Regions from separate parts of the Zea mays genome. Here region 2 is linked to region 1. A link is a contact called in public Hi-C data. All regions are on one chromosome and are shown on one strand. Each heading gives the region's core, a stretch centred on a gene start, on an enhancer-like site or on the middle of the called end of the contact. The rest is flanking DNA. Distances are from core to core; before and after follow the strand shown.

Region 1 (7,775 bases), core at 1,920-4,419:
ACATTAAGACACGCTATATCAGCACCAAAGATCACCGAGAAATAAACGAAAAAATTGTCCCAACTCATAGTGTCGTCCTCTCGATGGGAGTAAGGGGGTAGGGCTAATAGTTAGCGGCAAAATTAGTTGAGACATCCAAACACCTAGCTAATAGTTCAACTATTAGCTATTTTTAGTAAATTAGTTAATAGTTAGTTAGCTATTTGTTAGCTAGCTAATTCCACTAACAATTTTTAGCCAACTAACTATTAGTTCTAGTGCATTCAAACACCCCCTAAGAGTCTCGTTGTTTACACTGGCTGGGGCAATAGCCCTCAGAAGAATGGCCATAGTTTCTTCTGGGTGGTTGTTTGTGTTTTTCCTGTCCTTCATGTTTTTCCTTTCTTTATATGGCTGCCAAAATGGCGCCTTGTGTTCGGTCTACTTTGGACCTTTCTCTTTCTTCTTAGTTCTTAATATAATTAATGTGTAGTTCTCCTACGTATTCGAGAAAAAATAGTAGAACACTATGATGGAGCATGCATACAATGCCTGCCAAGTATTGCCCTGTTTTCTAAGCAATAATATTCCAAAATGTCAGGTTATGCCTGGCCTAGCTTACAAAATTTGTTCCGCCATATCATATTGTAACATATATGCCTCTAAGCAATACTTTTTCATTTCTTAATGATACTAGAAAAGCGAAAGGGCCTCCAACTAAGTTGGCTAGGTGGATCTAGTAGCACTCCTAAGGTCCTAGGTTCAACTCCAAGTGGGAGCTAAATTTCAGACTAAGCCAATCCTGGTCATGCATATTCTCACATGGGTGATGACACCATGTATCTGATGTCCTAACGGAGAAGTTTGTATGATTCCAAGGAAATGAGCCCACGGAAGAGAGATGCTCAGGACCGCATATACAAGATAAGGTAGAGCAATTTTGTGATCTGGCTCCTTACTTTTCTAAGAATTCCTAGAAACTTCCTTACTACTGATTGCTTATATTCTGCCCCATAGAAGTTATATTTTCTCACACGATACTAACAGATATACTTTTGTTTGTTGTTTTTGATCTCATATCCTCCTATCTGGCACTATAGCAATAAGAATTACACACATGATGGTGCTTATTTCATATAGTTAGTCACTTACATATACAATAGTATATACTGGCGTAAATGCCTAGGAAACACCTAGGCACGTCTAAGCTCTATGTGGAGGGTCACCACCTAGAGAGCACCTAGTGCCTTTTGTAATTGTAATCTTTAATAAAATATAAATTAGTGTGAACAATACCTATAGAAGTTTTAAGTTCTGAACTCTGAAATACAACAGATAAGGAACCAAAGATTTCATCTTGTTTGCCTGTGCCACACCACTGGTTAACAATTATAGTTGCCATTTGAATGCAAAAAAGTAAATACCTCATGTTCCGGTAGCATGATTATATGCAGCTTACAGCTAAAGAGGGAAAGGGCCTTTTGCACAAATCCATAAGGAGGGCAATGGTTTCTTTGAAATAGAATGGAATCATAAGAGGTATTTATTTCAATTGGATGTAGTGTTTTTGCTTTACTTTTGGGCAGTTATTGCTTCTCAAGTCTGCTTTGTAGTTGCATGTAATTTAAAAGATCATGTGATCTTGAAGACCACTATTTCCATTTCTTACACTGTTTCGCAGTACACAGACAAGATGAATCATGTGCAGCTGCAGTTTAGAAAATACACAGCAGTTGAGTTTCATGCTATGTTACTTTATAATGTTCAAAGACAAAAGTAACTGTCCTTCGAAAAGAATAAAGTGACATATTCCCTGGTATAAATACAAAAAAAGATAACAATTATCTCCTGCTAGAATGACAGCAGTTATACAGGTTAAGACACATACCACCGTGGTATTGCCTGGGGCAAACTAACGTATTCACTCTAATTCAGAAAACCTTCTCTAGCTACAAATATAACACGACGTATGAATGTCAGTCTGGGGTAGTCAACAACTCAACATCATTTCTATATTGTCCACTATGACATCAATAACATCAAAGTTTGGACAACAAAGATTGAGTATTTCTAATTTTTTATTCGAGTTCAGTGATGACTGCTTCCCTAGACACCAGAGAAACATGCATTCCTATAAACAAGATTGGTTCATCTATAATATATAATTTATTTATTTATTTCAGAGTGCAGAGATCTAAAGACGACTCACTGTTCTGATTCATTAATTGGCAGCACCATCAAACATAAGGAGTATGGCCAGATCTAGATCCAATGTCCAACAATGTACTACTGAGTATTGAGTACAGAGAATCATAAACTACTCCATGTCCCGATCAAGAAGTCCACGGTCTACGAACAGTGGTCGGAGCGAGCACCTAACATCCTAGATCTCGCTTGACTATTCATCACCACCAAAATATTAAAAGCCAATGGATCCATAGATTGCACACTCATGTCCATTTAGCTAGCATGTATTAAGCGCACGTCTGCGAGATCCCCTAGCGCAACTAGACATTTCGTATCAGAACCAGATATTCGTCAAAATGAGAGAGAAAGAAAAAGAAAACACAAGTGGATCTAACTAGAACAAATCTGTTGTGGAATCGAACAAGTTACACGTGCAATGTTGTCATGGACGAGGAGGACGAGCGCTAACCTTCTGCACAAACCAACACTAAACATGCAGCCGACTTTGTAGTTTAAGGACGTACGAGGCTCGACGCCATTCTCACACGCCCAGAGCAGTAAAGCGCATCCAAACAACACTCCGTTGAACCAAACAGTATGTACACAGCCAGATCCAGAAGGGGAGGGGGGAAGTTTATTCGAATTCAGCAAGCATATCAGTAGCATAGCAAAGCCATACGAGAGGGAGGGAACGGTGAGGCGTCGAACCGGCAATGTAGGTGGATGCGGGGGTCTCGAAGCCCGCGCGGCAGTTGTCGCACCAGACGCGGCCGCGCACGACGAAGCTCGCCTGGAGCGGGCGGAGGTCGCGAGACGCGGAGGACGGCGCCGCTGCAAGCAGAGCCGCCGCGAGCAGCGACACCACGAGCAGGAGGGACGGGCGGAGGGATGACATTGCCTTCGCCGCCGTCACCGACACGAGTGGCTCTGCGGCTGAGAGAGCGAGAGCGGGGAAGGATGCGAATGCGTGGGATGACGGCCTGCGGGCGGTGCGTGTGAAGCGTGAAGAGGAATAATGGTCGCCCCGAGTCCGCGTGGTGGGGCAGCGTGGAATTATGTCGGCATGTGGAGGGCGGTGTGCGCGCACCGCACGGTGAGTCGGTGACAGCCATATTAACAAAAAAAAAAATCCAACGCATTTTCTCTTCATTAATTGTGTAGAAGTAGCATTTGATTGGTTGGGAGGTTAACGAGACCTAACACATTGATCACATTTCGTACTTCACCATGGCTGAAGGCAATGCACTAGTAGACGTGGAAACGGATCGAATACGCACGGATACGAATTTGAATGTTACAGTTTACTATATTTTAGTACGGATTCGAATACAAATTCGAATATCTTCGGATGCGAATACAAAACGGATAGTCAAATCCGAATTCTTATTCGGATATTTACTCAATTCAACTCAAACAACATACCATAAAATTTAACATATGTATATGTGGATTTTTATTTAAGTACAAGTTTATAGATAGTCAAAACAAACTTAAATTAAAATAGATTTCTTATGATACTCCATATCCAAGTTAACAAAACTATATAAATAATATTTTTAAACTATCGAATCATGTAACAAAAGGTAAACAACAACACGCGATATTTAATAAGTGACATTTGTACAAATACAAGTAAACTAAAATTGATATCAAATGTGTGTACCAAAACTTAAATGAAAACATGAAGAAATTTATCTATATATTGTAAAGTGGAGAGTTACAGTTGAATGTTTATGGAACTTCGTTGAGATGTGTTCTCTAAGATAAAGTGGAGAGTTATAATTGAATGTTTATAAAATATATTGAATTTTATTATTGAATATCGCTAGAAATATAAGGTTGATATATTTAGTTATTTATCATACAAATATTTTTAAAATATTTTAAATGATATATATCATTTTTCTAGTATATTATTAAACTTAAAATCATTTGTAATTGGTAATTAGTGATAAAGTTAAGTTTTAAATGATTTCATGAACATATTTTTTCACGAATACAGATAGTATAGGATGTTTCATGGTTTTTTTAATACGAATATGGAATCTGATAGAGAAAAGTACTATAAATCGAATTCAGATACATCGATTTGATATCTGTATTGAAATCGAATACGGATACGGATATCCATATTAGTAGTTTTAGTAAATATAAATATGAATACAGATAATTCGGATTTCTAGACATCCATTTCCAGCCCTATGCACCAGCCAATCACATCGATCGAGCGTCCACACGATATCAGATAGAGTAAATGTTATATTTGGTGCATGAGCTACACACTCTATAATTTAGAGGAGGGTGTAGCGTACGTTGTTGGAGCAAAAAACGAGACCACCAAACGGTTTACAGTTTGTTGCTGGACATAGTCTAAGGCTGTTTTCAGCAACGTCCCCTAAATTTGATCCCCTAAAGGAATATTTTTTGTCCTTTACAGCACTCTCTAAAATATTATGTACTCTATATCTTCTTCATCTCCAGCAATATCCCCTAAATTTCATCCTCTATATCAACAGTGTACTAGATTTGACATTCTATATTATTTTTTACTACTCGTCACCACGTGACCGTACAGACACAAAAAGGTGTACAGTGTATAGAGCACCCTCTATAGATAGGGGACGCATGCCATCCTCTAAATTTTAGAGGACGCTTTAGAGTTCCTTGCTGGAGGGATAAAGGACCTGACCGTCCTCTATATTTAGAGTACAAAACCTTTACAGTCTCCTGCTGGAGACAGCCTAAGACCGGCTCCAGCAAGATATTTTAAAAGCTCCTCTACCCTAAATATAAATGATTAAATGTTCTCCTACACTCTCCAGCAGCGTTCTCTAAATGGTCCTCTAAATTTAGAGAACGCGGCTAGTTTCTCTATATATAAAGTTTCTCTAAACGATCCTCTATCCATTTGAATACTTTAAATAACCGGTTTAGCAAAACTAAAATATGTACAATACATTTAAGAGTATGACAAATACGTATGTACAAAAATAAAAAAATAAAAATGTCTCTAATATAGGTATTTGTGTATAGAGGACGTGATTTACAAGATGTTGTTAAAGAGGAAGAAGATAGAGATGATGAGATCTTTTAGAGAAGACTGTAAAGGACGGATATAAAGTATGAATATAGAGGACGTTGCTGGAGACAACCTAATACTCTCTTTCCCTCCAAGTCTGATCGGCCACTATATTTCCATTCACGATGGTTCTCGTGACCTCCACACTATGCGTTTGTCGCTTTGTTTAGCACTACCTCCGTTCACAAATATATGACACCGTTAACTTTTTTTCAAAAACTTTGACCACTCGTCTTATTCAAAATATTTATTCAAAACTATAAAATTTTAACAAACTGTATTAAGTGATAAAGAAAATCATAAAAAAAATAAATGATAACTCATTATTTTTTTGAATAAGACGAGTGGTGAAAGTTTTTAAAAAAGTCAACGATGTGATATATTTATGAACGGATGGAGTATTCATGAGTGCCAACGTATGTTATATTTATTTTTCTATTTAAAAGGAATCAAGCAAATTCTTAGATGACCTTGTCACCTATGTAAAAGATAACAATGTTTTTTGTTTGGATTTTTTGTGACGTACTTTTGTGCGATTTGTTTGTTTATTTACAACAATAAAATAATAACAAGTTAAAAAGTTACCCATTATTTGGTGCAAAACAATTATTTCTGTTAAAGTAAAAGAAAAGGTGAGAAGTAAAAGAAAAAGTGAGAAGAATATATAGTTATGTTAGTCGAAGGAAAATAATATTATATGATTGTGGTGGAGTATAGAGAGGTGATATAGAGAAAACTGATGTGGGTAGTAAAATAGAGGGAGAAATCTGGATGATATGACCGAAAATTAGGATATATGAAGAGAAATTTAGAGGAACTACTATGGATAGCCTGAGGGAACGCCATAGAGAATCTAGCGCTATCATGCTAGCATGCTATCTCGCAGCGAGCAGCTGCTAGTATTCCTTCATAGGATAGAAGAATCATCTGAAGGCTCTATACTATTAACATGTCATTAAGAGCCAACAATAAAATCCATACATTTAATAAGCTTATTCTTAGATAACTCTAAGTCAATCTCTAGCAGATCCCTAATTCCATCCCCTATCTCATCCCCTATTTTAAAGTTCACTCTACAAAAAGTGTCAAACAGTGTCATCTACAGTTTCACGTCCCCTATTTTATATTATCCGCTAGAGACAGTCTAAGTTGATTAAATTAAAGCTGAAAATATTTAATATTTAGAGAGAGGAATCATTTGGATTGGCTGGAAAAGAAAGAGTCAACCTTAATTCCTGCAACGGGCTCTTTCACCTCGTAGAATATGTTTGTTGGGGACCTTTTCTCTTTCGAAGGTCATCAAAACACTAACTCAGCATTTATTCTTTAGCTTGTTTTAAGTGTAACAAAACAATTGCTGAAGGACACCTTTAGCTAAGGCTATTGTACAAACATCGCACCGAAGACGAAGTTACCACTAACAATGTATATGCATGACAGATGAGCGGGCTGTTGGAGCGGAGGTCGAACACAACCTTGATCTGTCTAACCCGGCTACGACCAGACGTTTCTTATACAGGTGCATCAATCGAAGGGTACTTCGGATCAGGCTGCATCAGTCTCCACTCATCTTCCTTCGATAGGGGCAAAGGCGAATGTCCACGTCAGACGAGGAGGGGGCTCACTACAGCCTTAGACGCACCCTGAAGGCCTTGTCCCAGATGCGAACTCCTAGTCCCACGAAGGCTAGGATGTGACTTCGTGGAATCAAGGGTGTGACACACAAGCGGAGGCCACGACAGATTACGTAGAGACCCAGGCTCTACCTCGTAGTCCTTCGGGCCCACTTGTAAGCCTCATTGCGGGGTAGATTTCGTAGTATGTCTGGATTATTGTACTCCGTCCACTGTAATGACCATGTTAAGGGGAATATTCTAGGAATGTAGCGGGTAACCGGGGGCATAACAGTACTTGGGGACCCACTGCCCCTCCTGGTTACCTATAAATACCCCTACCCTGTACACGGATGGGACACGCATAACAAGACGCTACAGTCCCTACCTACTGCCTCGTTGTGCACCATAATCCTCTTGCCTCTCAAGTGTTGGGCCCACCTGTCCACGTGTCAGGAAGGAACCAACATTTGGCGTCCACCGTTTGTGCTACGAAAGAACAAACCCACGATGGCCCCCAAGAAAGAGACAATCAGAGCCAGCACATCACTGGGTGATGCTACGAAGGCGACCCTCGCCGAGAAGAAATGCAAAGGAACCCTCACTAATGATGCCCCTGAGGCCACACCCAAGAACGACAGAGCAATAAACAACAAACATCCCCGAACAGAAAACCCACTCTCACCCATAAAGGCACCGTTTGCACGTACAATTCTAAAGACCTCCCTCGAGACCCCTCACCAAGCTTTACCCTCTGGAAGCCGAAGACATCATAGAAGACGACAAAGTCATGGGCATCTCAGTCAAAGACCAACTCAAACTATGAGTACTTCGCATAAGCGTCTCAGTCAAAGACCAACTCAAACTATGAGTACTTCGCATAAAAAACAATCACCTATAAAAACAAAGGGAGATAC
Region 2 (7,775 bases), core at 1,810-4,309, 790 kb before region 1:
ATCTGACCATCTAACATGATTTTGCTGATGCTTTTTTTCCCGATGCCTAGCATGAGTGTGACATAGCCACATAGGGATAAGTTAGCATAACCATCCCTAAGCCAGTTGATCTTTGACCAATTCCTGGCTATTATCCGCTGCATAGATGCAAGCACTAGAGAATGTTTCTCGAGACAGTTTTTTTAGCCAGATTTCAGAACCTGAAAGGGGCTTGTTGCCCTGAACAATCTCATGTTGGCACAGAATCTCCTTGGTGAGAGCAAGATGAAATTTGACATGTCCGATGTTTTTTACTCCAACCTTGCAGTTTTTCCACTGTAGTCTTCAGCCTAGCTGACAAGTTCTTCATTGGACAGGAGCGCCTAGGCATAGATGACCATGCAAGCTCCACCATCAACTGTTGGGGGCCTTCTTCCTCCGAAGGTCCTCAAAACACTAATTAACCATTGTTTCCTGATACATCTCTAAAAGTATTACAGCTGCTTCAGTAAAAACCACTTCGGAATGAATCAAGTAAAGACGAAGGTACATTTCTACTGGCGGACGAAACTGACCTTCGGCCAAGCAGCATGCAAAGAAGCTTCGCATGTGTGCGCAAGAGGCAAAGGTGTTAGCCGAAGTCGATAACTTCGACAACAACAAAAGAACTTCGAACATAAGCCAGAGGAGAAGCTACCAAACAATGGGGCATGAACCCGCGCAGCCGAGGATGGAGTAAATATATTATTGCCCTAATGTCATTTGTAAACAATGTGTGTAAAACCTTGAGGGGCATGATTGTAATTCTTTATAAAGGCGGTTCACCTTTCCTATAAATAAGTGAACAGTGCCCTGCATAAAGCACCTTTTTTGGAGGGCCATCACTTCGTTTTACCTAGCCTACGGAGAACCTTCGTGCCACCCTATGTGCGGGAGCCGAATGTATGCTTGTACATTCATTTATCAGGAGAAATGGAATAAAATGCTAAGGCATATGCGATGAGTTGAATATGAAGTCCCACTTTGTCGCTTTCATGTTGTTTCATTATGTCTCTCTGAAAACCTTCGTCCCTTGTTCTAACACTTCGAAGAAGTGTTAAATCAAGAACGAAGGTCTTTACATCTAACTTCTGTTGCCTTGATTTTCGATGCCTTTAGGAGAATTGAAATCGAGTACCAACATCTCTTGAAAACCATACAAGGTTGGCCAAAACATTCGAAGTGGAATCTTCTTTGTCCTGTAGAACGATCGCCCAGACCCAGAATCAAAGGACAGTGGTCAATCACTTGAGGTTGTCTTTTGATTGAACCATAGACAGAACCATGTTGATGCATTTATTTTGCTCTTGTATAGTGTTTTGGTTAAGAAAATGTTTGCGAACCCGTCTCATCTCGTCTATCTCACTCTGAGGATTTTTTCCAACCTTTCCGGAGGTGTTTTCCTTTTTTCCTAAGTCGAGATCTTCACGTTCGAAGTTCATCACAATATTTCCTTGATCTCTAACCATTTTGTTCGAGCTCATTGGGTCCCAAAAAGTTCCCATAATTTTTCTTGGATTTTTCTAACCACCCGAAGTCTTTTTTAGGGATTAAAACAGTTTTTTGGAATTATTTGAACCCTGAAAATGATATTCCAAAATTTAAAAATCCGACCCAAACTTAATCCATCTCGGCAAAAAAACCTCTCATATAAATACAACAGTGCATCCACCGTTTTGCCAACAAGCGTGCCGATCCCCCCTCCCGCGTCGAGGCCCACACGGCCACCAACAGGAATGGGATTAGGATAACAGGGGGTTAAGAAGTGGTGGGTTCAGCACTCAAACAAGTTGCTGGAACGTTGTAACTGCCAAGGGTCTGTTTGGATTCTGTGGGCAAACAATAGAAGCTAAAAAATATCTCTAGACCATCCAAACATGAGGACTAATGGTTTGAGCAAACTTTTAGCCAAGTTCTTGGATAACTGTTAGTTCATTAGCCAAGTACAACTAACTAACAAGGGCTAATAGTTCATTGATATATATATGCACTTTTAGCCTAGATCCAAACATTCATAGTCTTAGCCGATCCAAAGACGCTTTGAACTAACAACACCTCCAATGCAACAATGGATCGATACAGGTAGCAATTGTGGATCAAATCCGTGGTTTTTACCTTTAGCACCGAACCACCAAACCTAAGTTGTACAGTACACAACAATTAATTGTTCATTATCAACCACGAAACATCTCAGCCAAGAAACTGCAGGTGAAAATAGTTGGCAAGTCCCTGCTTTACCTACCCTGATGTAATCTCTGATGAAACAGGACGGCATGAACCGCTGAGGGCGGCAGAAGGTGAGCCCCACCAACCTCCGGAGATCCTCCGGCCGCTGGGGCAGCAAAAGACTTGCAGCCTCGGCGATATCCTCAACGGCAAAGAGCCCCGCGGCCAGATCGGCCTCCTCGAGGCAAACACCGGCCGCGACTAGTACAAGCCGCTCCACCGCTGCCGGAAACGCGTGGGCGAGGTGGTATGCTACGAAGCCGCCGTAACTGACCCCGACGACGGCGTACCGCTGCGGGGCGCCAGGAAGCGCGGCCATAGCGGCGGCAACACAGGCAGCCTGATAGACCGGGGAGCGGTCTGCTGCGGGGGAGGATGAGGCGCCAAAGAAGACGAGGTCCGGGACATAGGGGGCCAGACCGGCAGCGAGGAGCGGGCCGAGGAAGGGCGCCCACTGCCAGGTGGCTTGTGCGCCGAAGCCGTGGAGAAGCAGAACAGGGTATAGGGGCTTGGCGGGGTCGGCGGCAGGAGGCGGGAGCCACAGGTGTACGACGGCGCCATCGGGGAGCGGAATGGCCGCCGGGCGGAGCCCCGCGGAGCGGAAGGAGCGAGTGTAGCAGCGGTCACGTGCGATAGTGGGACTGAGGCGGCACTTCCACCGTCGCCGACCGCCAGCAGCGGGGGTCAGCGATGCGGGCGGTGAGAGTGGGGGCATTTTGTTTGCCGGAGGCGGGAGATCTGGGAGGGCGCGTCCGTGCGTGCGGACTGCGGACTGCGGATGGACTGCGGACTGCGGAATGCCTCTATGTTTGGTGGGACCGTGGGACTAGTGGCTCTCTTGTAGTTGTAGTGTCTGGTACTAGTCGTTCTAAGTAGTGTCTGAGATATAGAGACCAAAAAAGACTAAATCATATATTTTTTCTTTCTTTTAGATCTTGTTTAGAAGGGACCTAGTTTTAAAAATATAGTTTCTATCTCTAGTTTCTAGAAACTGGTTTATAATAAACTAGTTAATGGTGTTTGAAATTACCTCAATTTTCATGAACTAGTTTTAGTTAGGCGACATTAGCTTCTTGGATTTTAAGAAACTAGAAATCCAGATTTTATAAACTGGTGCATAAATTGATATGTTTGGAACCACCCTAATTTTTATAAACCAGTTTATTAAAAACTGAACAGACCCTTAGTCTCTGTGTTTGATAATTTAGTGATTAAAAGTGACTATAAGGTAGAGACTAAATTTTAGTCCCATGAAACTAAACAAGCCATTTGTCACGTGAAATTCTAGCTCGACATCATTGCCATTTGTCACTTGCAAGGTCCACATGGATCGGTGCATTGGATGACCCACAAATCAGAAACCAAACTGTATTATTCGGCAAGGAAATCCTCCAACCCAGTTTTTTTGTGTATATATAAGAAGTTAAACATGTACAGAATATATAGTTTACAAAGCTTGCAAAGCACAAAGAAAAAGGAGAAAACCACTGGTGTAGGCTATCCCTCCAAATACTCAAATGCTCCTTGATGTAATGCTTGGCTTTGGTGGACAATAGTCCAAGCTCTTTTTGAAAGTTTATTCACAACAAAGAACATTACAAGTTTTATTTACAAAATGACTCCATTTCTTGATATCCAAATAATCCAATAAGTTATAGTCACAATTTTTCTAAGTATATGGTTACTAAAGAATGTTCTAGCTTCACTCATTATGTCTAGAGATTGAAGATTCTAAAAGAATTTGTGCAAGTAAGAACATCCATCTCTTGAACAATGATGCCCTACGACATCATTCTTTCTCCTGAGCAAGTAAGAGCCAAACGAAGAATTTATGCTTACCAAGGTTACATGATGAAGTATTTATCATAATAGCGTAAAGAAGTATTACTTTGTTACATCATGATGTCCGAAACATCCACATAGGTCATTAACTTAATAGAAATCAAAGTGCTAAAGTGAAACGCAGTAAAGATAAGGCCTTCACAGGCAGCTGACTGGTGGTTTGCCGCTAATCTAGTCTAGAACTCCTCAAAGTCTTGGAACTCCTGAAAGTCCTCCGTGTGGCTTTCATCTTCTCCTGGGCAGTGGTTGCAATGTGGACAACCTAGTGTTTTGTGTTTAAGAAATGGTGAGTACACATCAACATACTCAACAAATATCCCGTTTGGCTAAAGTGGACTAGCTTTTTGTGGGGTTAAGCTCAAAATAGTTGCTTTTTGTAATGCCCAAAATCTGTATAAGAAAAAAAAATTAATAATAACAAAATAAATATATGAAGAAATAAAATAGTAAATTCTGACATCGCAACGTATGCTTGAGCAATGAATGTTGAGGACTGAATTATGAAAACCAAGAACTATTTTAGAAAAGAAGTAATAGAAAAGTTTTCTTCAACTAAATGATTATGCATATCATTAAATGATGCATCATAAGCATTTATTTACATGAATATTTATTTTTGAAGTAACTTATAATTCTCATCCCACATTCAAAATGCTATTTTCCCTAAAAAGAAACTAACAATATGAGTATGTCATAATTAAAACATCTACCAAACGAATAAAACTAATTAAAATAAATATATCTATTGCATCATTATTGAGTTTTGAGTGAGCATTATATATGAGTTTTGAACCTTATTTGAATCAGAATTAAGAAAGGATAGAAATTAAAAAATATATATAAAGGAAAGAAATTAACAAAACAGATTTTGGCCCACTTCTTCTTCCACTAGTCAAATGGCACAACATCTCCTCCTCACCAGCCCATTTTTTTACCTGCGACCGGCCATTCCTTTTCTCCCTATCGGCCCATCCGCCGTTTCCATTTCCGCGCGGCCCAGTATTGCGCGCGCGCCTGGACACTGTGGGGTGGGACCCGCGTGTCATCCCCTCACCAAATCAGCTCGCGCTGCTCCGTGGGATTGTTAGTGAGACCCGATGACCAGGCCCGTCTTCTCCGCTGGCCGTTCAGAACGGACCGCGCGCATCGCGCGCTCCCTTGACCGACCCCCTCCCACAATCGGACTCGGTCCCTGGGATAAGACCCCCATGGCACCTGCGTCTTCTCCTGTCCTTCTACAAAGCTTAGGCACCATGCCCTTGCCCTCTGACCCTCGCGTGCTCGCCGAGATGGTTGGTAGCCGCCACCATGGTCGAGCGCACTGATGAGAGAGAGAGGTTCGCCGTCCGCCATGACCGTGTGGAGCTTGCACCGCGTGCCACTGCCCCCACACCAACAGCCTCTTGCTCAGCCGCCTGTACACGCCATGCGCCCAGAAGACTTGAGAAGGTTGCTCGCCGCCGCGGGCCCGTCGTAAACACGCCAGGTGCCGAGCTTCGGTGGGCATCCCGACTGCTTCCACGACATCAGGTACAGAACCAACTCCCGCATTAGCTTAGACACGTAGATCATGTTTGTAGGCTTCATCGAGCGGGATTAGGTGGCGGCGGAGCTTTATTGCTCATCGGCGCGGGGAAATCCATTAGTTCCGCCGTGGCTTGTGGGCAGAGTGTTGCATCGCGCTAATCACGGTGAGGAAGCCTCCCCCTGAGTTCGCGCTGTCCTTCTTCGCGTATTACCTTAAGGAATCGAGATTTGGGGCGCCTGGTGGGGCTTTGGTGCGCTCCGGCGAAACTTGCCGCCATGGGCAGGGGGCGCTTCCGCCGTAGTGCTGGGTCGGGGAGAGAAGAAGATCCCTGGGCCATTGATCCGGTATCATGCGGCTGTGAATAGAATACATGTATCCCTTTGCGTGAGTGATCCGGTCCATTAGATGGAGATCGGGCGGCCGGGGTTACTAGTAGGGTTGGCGGGCGCCAGATTTAATCTGTGCCGTTCAGATCGAATCCATCGGCCCAGAAACCGTGATACCTCTTCACCACGCACGATTTGCTAAAGAGACCTTATATTTTACTAGAATAAACCAGTCGTGCCCTGGGGGAGTTTACTGAGTCTGAGTAACTTTTCGCTTAAGCCCCTGTGTTCTCGGCTAATAGTAGACACAGTCTAGGAGATAGAAAATCAGAGAAAATGATTTATAAAATGGATTTCTTATATAAAAATAATTCCAGAATCTTATTTAATCCTTAGAAAATTCATATGATGTCTAAATTAGTTCATTCCAATTTCTATAATTCTATAATATTATTTTTTTTTATCACATAGTACCTCTGTTTTGACATGAAAGTCACATTAAAAATTTATATTCTATTTAATCTGGTACAAAACACATAGAATCTTTAGAAATTCATAACTTAACATCTATAACTCCGATTGGATCCATTCAAGTTGTGTTAGTCTCGTACAAGTATTTACTACACAGTAGCAATATTTATTATACCAGGTCTCATTATTTTATAATTAGATCTGTATTTAACTGATGATTGGTTAAGTATGGTTAAACTACTTATCATTATAGACTATTAGAATATGATCTATAGTCAATTAATAACTTAATTTAAAGTTGACATAATTATTTATAGAATAATCTCTCATATAATTTATATTAACCAATTTATAATATAGTTTAGTATTTTAATCACACAAATCTTCTATACAATCATAACTCTGATTCTAGTGGTTCTCGATCCCGCGATCTCGTAGCAACGCGTAGATTATATTTATGGTGTATGTTCTTATGTTTGGTGTGATGTTAATTTTGTTTATACCATGTTTGTTTGTATTGCTACGACTAGCGGTGAGGTCACAAGGATCTGAAGAATCACCCTGGTAACTGGAATCTCAAGTGCCAGACAAGTTGTGTCCTTAACCACTTTTGTTTACCCAATAATGTTCTTTATTATTACTATTCAATGCATAGGTTTAATTTTGATGGGACCCAATAGGTTACCCTAGTCTGTTTATCATTTTACCCTTGTTTACCCCTGAATCACTTGGGTAGTTCTGCTATTGCTTTATATGGTTTTGGGTTAATATTTCATTATATCCATGTTCCAATTATGTTGTTATTTTATTTATGTTCATGTCAAGATCATTAAAAGTTAATTGGAACATGGAGCTTAACTTGAGAAACACGTGCCACCACAAGGGTTTAATGGACGCCCTTGGACAACTAACTAGGAAAGCTAGTGGAAGACTACCTTACCCGAAAGGGGCAAGGGCAGTAGGGGATTGCATGCAAGGAGTTTCTCGGGTTGATTTTGTTGCGATGGCGGTCAGACGGGGGATTCTTGCAAGTGCTCTTCCCATAAACTGTAGCGGGTTTTCGAAAGCTAGTGGAACTTTGTAAAGGCCTCGTAGTGGATCCCTAGCCATTCACCTCGGTAGTGTCTAAGGGTCTAGCTAACCCTGGCGACATGGGATACACGACTTGTGGGTACAGGGTATAACCTCTGCAGAGTGTAAAACTGGTATACTAGCCGTGCTTGCGGTCATGAGCAGCTCAGGACTCTCCGATGATTAATTTATGTAACTTAAACTCAATTTTGTCATTTGCATATGCATGGGATTATTATTAATTTTGTTCTATTATTTTATTTAAGGTTTGGTATTTACTTACATTTAGTAAC

The links. Hi-C and Micro-C count contacts between places; a contact is called where the count stands out from the background.
Region 2: a contact with region 1 is called in a Hi-C map of ear, with 2.3 times the contacts expected there. The contact joins the promoter of LOC100283512 here to the promoter of LOC100280588 in region 1. A contact is called at or near these places in 2 of 25 Hi-C or Micro-C datasets (ear and tassel).

What each region holds. Positions count from the first base shown.
Region 1 is chr1:141,676,605-141,684,379 of Zm-B73-REFERENCE-NAM-5.0, reverse strand. LOC100280588 reads right to left here and starts at 3,169. Exons shown (of 2, transcript NM_001153507.1): 1 at 2,875-3,169. The coding sequence starts at 3,061.
Region 2 is chr1:142,463,916-142,471,690 of Zm-B73-REFERENCE-NAM-5.0, reverse strand. It overlaps LOC100283512, which reads right to left and starts at 3,059. Exons shown (of 5, transcript NM_001156412.2): 1 at 2,261-3,059. The coding sequence starts at 2,959.